2 separate regions of the Mus musculus genome follow, and region 1 is linked to region 2. A link is a contact called in public Hi-C data. All regions are on one chromosome and are shown on one strand. The core of a region is the stretch at or near the end of the contact, and the rest is flanking DNA. Distances in the headings are between cores, read along the strand shown.

Region 1 (3,500 bases), core at 688-3,187, 270 kb after region 2:
TGAGATAGGGGCGTACTGTATGTTTTACAATATGTTAGTCTAAGTATTTTTCAGGTGGAAATTATGATGTTTAAGGTTACTAGAAAGGCCGTTAATTTTATGATCACCAGAACTGGTCCCCTCATCTGTGTAATTAGTGTTTTGTTTAATTGGCTTCATCATGAATAGTCCCACAAAAGACACAAAATGTTATTTTTCTTTCATTACCTTAAACTACTTCCCATTCTCATTCCATGTTCCACTAAGAGGAAACACAGTGCTCCGCAGTAAACCTAAACATTGGAGACAGTCCAGATGGCCACGGGCAGACACAAGGCAGCCCACACTGCTCTGAGAACCAGAGACTGATATTAGCCTATTATGTTATGTACAGGTTATAGCACTATTGCAGAAGTATCAAGAATGCATCTCTAAGACGGTGTTGACTACCCATGCCACGTGGATGATGAACGAGAAAAGAAACAAACATCCTAGCTCTTAAGAAAGTAAATTGCTATGCATAGGGTATACAGAGGAACTTGTAGCCAAATACGTAGAGGGGCAGGATTATAGCCACGGGGGTCTCTCATTCATTTATCATATGGCCTGAGCAAAGGAGTTCAATGTCTCTGGGCCCTGGCTTTGTCCTCTGTTAAAGTGGAGACAATCACCTAACGTGTTATTATATTTTTTTCTTTTCAAGATGAGGTCTTGCTGTGTAGTCTAGGCTGATCTTGAACTCATGATTTCCCCCGTTGTAGCTACAGGGATATCCCACCACACTTAGCTCACACATCTTAATTTTATTGGGAAAACAAGTAAGACTGTGAACAACAAGCTGAACATCTGGTGAACATCTGTTGTTAATTACAGAGCTAGGTATGTGTGGCATTCCTGTGTGCTTTAGTTATGTTTATTGCTGTGATAAAACACCAAGACCAAAAGCAACTTGGTGAGAAAAGGATTTATTTAAAATCATATGTCCCAGTCCCAGTCCGTCATGGAAAGGAGTCTGGGCAGGAACTCAAGGCAGGAAACTGAAGCAAAAACAATGGAGGAATGCTGCTTACTGGCTTGCTCTCCATGGCTTGCTCAGCCTGCTTTCTCAATCCAGGACCACTTGCCCAGGAATGGCATGGCCCACAGTGGTTGGGACCTTTCTACATCAGTCATTCATTTAAGAAAGTGCCCTATGGATTTGCCTACAGGCCAATTTTATGGAAGCGTTTTCTCAATTAAGATTCCATTTCAGGCTGGAGAGATGGCTCAGAGGTTAAGAGCACTGACTGCTCTTCCAGAGGTCCTGGGTTCAATTCCCAGCAACCACATGCCCACTGACTGTGATTCCAGTTCCAGGGGATCCAACACCCCCACACAGACATATATGTGGGCAAAACATGGATGCACGTGCAATAAAAGTAAACATTTTTTAAAAGAGGTTTAATTTTCTAGGTTTGTGTCAAGGTAACAAAACCAAACAGCACACTTTGTATCCTTCATGACTATCTTAGTTACTTTTCTACTGCTGCAACAAAACACCACGACCAAGGCAATTTATAAGAGAAAACATTTAGTTTGTGGCTCATGGGTTTGGAGGGAGACTGGCAGGAAACAGGCAGTGCTGGTGCTGGAGCGGGAGCTGAGAGCCTACGTCTTTACCTGCAAGCAGGAGCCAGAGAGACACTGAGAATGATGTGGGTTTTTGAAACCTCAAAGCTTGTCCCCAGTGACACACCTCTTCCAATAAGACCACCCCTCCTAACCCTGCTCAAACAGCTCTACCAACTGGGGACTAAGTATTCAAACACATGAGCCTATAGGAGCCATTCTTATTGAAACCATCTCAACGACCAACCATCTGTGCCAGCCACCAGTGGGATGGCACAGACACACTATTCTGCCTGGCTTGCAATCTCTGCTCTGCAGTTTGGATTTCAGCATGGCTTCTGCCTGCCTCATCTTGGCAACCTGTTTGGCACTGGCTGTGGTTTCTGAGCCCAGCTCCCATCTGAGTCTGGGCTCAGCAGCTTTCCCAGTTATCAGCTTACTCACAGATTTGCTGGAGAGACACCTTTTCAGCCGTTCTGGGCTCCCAGCCTGTTTCCCAGGGAGGAAAACTCTGTCTGAAGTTGGTTAATCACCATGCATGAGAGGTCTGCTTCAACCACCAGGCCCCAGTATTTCCATAGAAAGAGAAACTCAGGTCACCGTAAGGAAAGGTTCCTCTTTGGTGAGTGAGGTCCTACATGCCAGGCAGCCAAAAACTACTGGGTTATCTAGAAAGTTGGATTGGGGGACGGGGGGATGGGAGCTGCAAAAGTTAAGAATACTTGTTACTCTTGCAGAGGAGCAAGGGTCTCAGCATCCATGTGACCATTAAAAAAGCCTGTGTAACTTCAGTTCTTGATGTTTCAGTGCCCTCTTCTGGCCTCCTCAGGTACTGCACACCAAGATGCACTTGGTGTACAGCACACACTTCTACCATTTTTTTTAAAGATTTATTTATTTATTATATGTAAGTACACTGTAGCTGTCTTCAGACACTCCAGAAGAGGGAGTGAGATCTTGTTACAGATGGTTGTGAGCCACCATGTGGTTGCTGGGATTTGAACTCCGGACCTTCAGAAGAGCAGTCGGGTGCTCTTACCCACTGAGCCATCTCACCAGCCCACTTATACCATTTTCACCTTAAAATTACATTTATTTATTTATTCATTTATTTGCTATTATACACACATGGACATGTGTACCACGATGCATGTGTAGAGGTCAGAAGATACCATGTATATTCAATTCTGTATTGAATTCGGGTCATCTAGCTAGGTGAAAGTGCTCTTTCCCGTTCTTGCTGGCCTCCTGAGCATTTTAAAGAAGTGTTTATGTAAAGGAAGAAAGAACACAGAGGAGGGCAAGGAGAGAAAAGAAATAGTACACAGAAATGGATCCGTGGAGAAATGAGGGCCTGGAACCCAGAACCCACCTTCCATTTCATCAGGAAGGCAGGTATGTGCAGGCTTGGCATTTTGTGTCAGTTATGAGAGTCCCCAAGTCCTTGGGACAGTGAAATTTGGTGATATTCACCCTTGAGGACAAGTCTTGGATTAAGGAGGGACCTCAGGGTCAAGTCAGATGCAGATTGGCATGAGGTGAACCAGAGGGAGATCTATAAGTTGAATTCCAGTCTTCCCTCTCCAACTGTAAACATATGGGTAAGCCAGGCTTGTGAGTGGGCTTCTGCCTTCTCTGCCAGGAGAGCGGTGGTGGTGGTGGTGGTGGTGGCATTCGTGGATATGTGTGTGTTTTTCAGATTTCCAGAGAAGTGCCGTTTAAACTAAATCTTGAAGGGATTGACTTGGGGCTGCTAAGGTGAGATTTTTGCTACCATCTCATTTTGTTTGAGTACAACTAGAGAGAAACAGGGCCGGGTGAACTACCTTGATAACCCGAGTTCAATTTCTGGGACCCAGAAGTGGAAGGAAAGAACCAACTCAGGTAAATTGTCTTCTGACCTCCATACTCAT
Region 2 (3,624 bases), core at 193-2,692:
AGACCCAGGTGAGCTCTGTTTATTCTTAGGAGCCTTTTATCTGTAGCTTTATCACAATTTGGGTTACATGAAGATTTTTAAAATATATTTTTTGTGCTCACAGGTTATCTGTAAAATTTGGGCTCCAGTGAGACCAATGAGAACAGTATCTTGGCATTACTATTTTCACAGCTCAGCCTGAGACTTAGTGATGAAATATTTGGGGCAAACATGTTTGTACTCCACTTAGGGGTAGGTTGGGGGTGGGGTGGGAGAATAGAGAGAGAGGCACAATTCACAGCACTTGCTGCATGCTGATAGGGAGAACCAAGCCACCTTTGGAGTCCCTTTCAACCTGAATCTCTCATACATACACAAGTGCTCCCACGTGGATCAGAAGACTCAAAGTGGATTCTAAACTGAAATTGTTGCTAGAAAGAGAGCCACTTTGCTGTGAGTTTTTGCCTATACCAAAAGGTCACAATTTGCTGATGAATTGAGACAAAAGGTGAAAAGGGAACAGTTTCTTTTCAAATACCTATGCCATGCATGCTAATATGGTGGCCCAGAGTGTGGTAAGATTACATGCTGCCTAGGGTTGGGTGCCCTCAGCTGGGAGCTGTTCTTCCTGCTGTCTGTCCTGTGGCCTCTCCCCCTCATCCAAGGAGCAACTGGAGGCTAGAGGTCAGGTTCCATAGTGCCACCTGGTTGAAGCAGAGGCCTCTTGAGTCTTTTGCCCTGGTCTAACTAGTCTGATCACTTGGTTCCGAAGTTAATTTCTGTCATGTCAGGTGTTGGGTCAAAGGGTAACTTTTTTTTTCTTAGCTCTAAATTTTAATTACAGACATGTAATAAGCAGCTTGATGCTGGTTATTTGAAATTGCTGTGTAAGCTTGCTGAGATAAATTATTCTAAACCACTGTGGTCCTTCTCCTCGAAGGGAAGGCTCTTGCCAGCTTGATGGCCCTAGAGACTATCGAGTTCTGCAGTATGTCAGAAGCACTAGGAAGTGCCAGGAAAGACCCTGGAAAGCACAGAGGGTGGCAGCTTCCATCATCCCTGATAGGAAAAGGGAAGTCAGGTTGGAGGGGACCTAGGCACATACGCATAAGAGACATTGCAGAAAGAACCCTCAGGGCTGTGCCAGCCAGACTGTATCCTTCCCTCTCTGCTGAGGTTGAGGGAAAGCTGTGAGTGCAGGAGGAGGAGGAATGAAAAATGGGAGCCCAGAGCATCTCCAGAGCCCTTCTAATTGTTTCCATTCCTCCTCCAAAGGCCTGTATTCCCCTAGGTTTTCGGGGCTCCCAAACATGGCTTTGTATTGTCTCAGGGAGCTCCCAAAGATGCCTTTTAAACCCCCAGAGAGCCAGACTCCAGTTCCCAGCCTCTCAGAGCTCAGGCCAGGAGGGCCCTGGACACAGGTGATTTCAGAGACTCATCTCTCCTCACTGGCAGCAACCAGTCAGCCTGAACTGGGCATGTAGCCAGTGAAACCCAGGAAGCTCAGCATGCTGGTTTTAATCAGGAGGCTTGCTCTGTGGTAATTGGGGCTCCTCGAGCACAGATCTGGTCTCACTTAGGTTTCCAAATGCCAGGCGTGCTTGTTTCCACAGATAGAGTGTCTGCAGCTCACGTGGCTGCATGCAAATGCAGACTATCCAGAAGGCAACCCCACTCACTCCCTGGTGTGCAGGCTTTTCTTTAATGTGGAATTTTGAGCTCTTCTGGGAGGGATTTTTCCAGTCTTTGTATTTTGCAAGGAGCGTAAGATAATACGTGGCAGTCTTTCTGGAGAAGTCGTTTAGAGATGGACTGAACTTGCAAAATGAAAACTGTCGGAACCATCATGTGGCTGATTACACACCCTATAAGCTGGGTGTCTCCCTTGGCTTCTCAGAGCAGGGCGGGTCCTGTGGTCAGGCAACCTGTGCAGTCTCATACATCCTCAGAATGAGTGAGCTGCAGCTGCAGCCACAGCCTTGATATTCTCAATAGTTTCTGACCCTCATTACTCCCATGTTCATTTTGCCTAGGTGTTGCCAATTCTACCTAAATAAATAAATAAGTAAATGAATAAATGTGTATGTGTGTGTGTGTTTATTTATTTATTTATTTATTTCAGGCACTAATGGTAGATACCAGGGGTGGCAGTTCGATCTAACAACTTATCAGCCATATACACTCTGGGGTTGAAAGGGGGCGCTCAAAGGAGACCTTTCAGACCCAAAGCTGTGGTGCAAGAAAAGATCAGGCCCCTGAAGCACTGAGTGCAATGTATGCCCCGCAGCAGGCCCTTGAAGCACACCTCTGAGTGACCTTGTAGTCACTTCTCCTTCATGCAACAAATACCACTGAATGCCTGCCACCACCAGCAGCCTTCTTCATTTCCCTGAGGGTTTGGGGACACTGGATATTAAAGAATGTGCCAGGTAGTATTTCTCTTTGCTATCTTGCACAAGACCTTCCCCTTTGTTTTTGTAAATGGGACCTTGAACTCTCAGCCTCCAGAGCATGTTTACTTATTCACCCTACCTCGGGTAATACCTAGTGCCAGGCACAAACCAGGTCATACCCTGGTGACCTGTCCCTAAGATCTGGGTATTACTATGTGCTAACTCATTCCTCCATAAAGCTTCAAAGACCAGTTGTTGCTCTGTTTAACAGATGAAGGAACTGAGGTAGATGAACCCTCCCAGTGGCACCTCTCTTGTTCATATGGCCTGGCTGATATCATCTTTGTAAAGTGTGTACATGGTAACAACTCATTTATCTCCCGGGATGTTTTGAGTTGCTGTTCCCAAGTGGCCTGGAGGCAGACACAATTCATGCTATAAATTGCTGTTCCTCTGAGATTAGCCTCCCTTTTGAACCAGGTGGCCTGCAAGAAACTACCACACTTTAAAGAATGTGGTCAGACCACATCTTACCCAGGAGACCACTGAGGTGCATAGGAGCTAGCCAATAGGAGGGCCCATCTGCAAGCCAGCCCTGGAGCCAGCACCTCCAATTTGAGGATGTCTAATCATCCTCTTACTGTCTTCCCACTGCCAGCCACTCTCTAGCTGCTGGCCTCATTCTAGAGAAGGTTCCAGAACCCCTTGAGCAAGAAAATGTACACAAGCTCCTGTACTAATTGTTCCACCAACAATAAGTTATCATTAATCCTTTCAGTCTCTAAGCCATTCCCAAATCAAGAATCATGTCTCCATTTTAGTGTATATAGTTTCACGTGTTGAGAAATGGCCTTAAGAATGTGGGTTTGGCAATGCTTAGGTCTATATAAGATGCCCAGCTGTGGTAGCTTTAGAAACTACCACAAATTTCTCTTAGGCTGTTTCCCCCTGTAAAAATAATGGTAGAACCTATTATACATAGTTCATGGGAAGACTAAATATTGGGTTGCATGAAAATAGTTCATAGTATATTTTAAGTGCTCAATAAGCAGTAAGTTGCTGCTAGATATCCTCAGATAACAGAGTAGCCTTTGGGAGGGGAATTGTTTTTAAATGGGAATTGTGAGGACAGCAAACTCATTTGATGGTAGACTACTTTATTGTTTTAGATACAATGTTGCCAGACTGCTCTTAGACTCCCAAGTGCTGGTATCACAGGTATCTGCCACTGCTCTAGGCTAGAGTGTGGTCC

Evidence for each region. Hi-C and Micro-C count contacts between places; a contact is called where the count stands out from the background.
Region 1: a contact with region 2 is called in a Hi-C map of liver, with 2.2 times the contacts expected there. The contact joins two enhancer-like sites. A contact is called at or near these places in 1 of 15 datasets of contacts at CTCF or cohesin (large pre-B cells), 1 of 484 Hi-C or Micro-C datasets (liver), 1 of 115 datasets of contacts at active chromatin or transcription factors (embryonic stem cells) and 1 of 9 other capture datasets (embryonic stem cells).

The regions. Positions count from the first base shown.
Region 1 is chr2:103,863,599-103,867,098 of GRCm38.p6, forward strand. No RefSeq gene overlaps it. Among named protein-coding and RNA genes, the nearest start is that of Gm39895, 29 kb to the right of the region's middle. Within about 2 kb of position 1,938, at least 15 of the 459 cell types and tissues checked have an H3K27ac peak or open chromatin away from gene starts, as enhancers often do. A contact at or near this core is called in liver, where this site is marked.
Region 2 is chr2:103,598,824-103,602,447 of GRCm38.p6, forward strand. The region is part of intron 1 of Abtb2 (ankyrin repeat and BTB (POZ) domain containing 2); the gene reads left to right. It overlaps 8030431J09Rik (a long non-coding RNA gene), which reads left to right. Exons shown (of 2, transcript XR_866592.2): 2 at 1-3,624. Among named protein-coding and RNA genes, the nearest start is that of 8030431J09Rik, 29 kb to the left of the region's middle. Within about 2 kb of position 1,443, at least 115 of the 459 cell types and tissues checked have an H3K27ac peak or open chromatin away from gene starts, as enhancers often do. A contact at or near this core is called in liver, where this site is marked.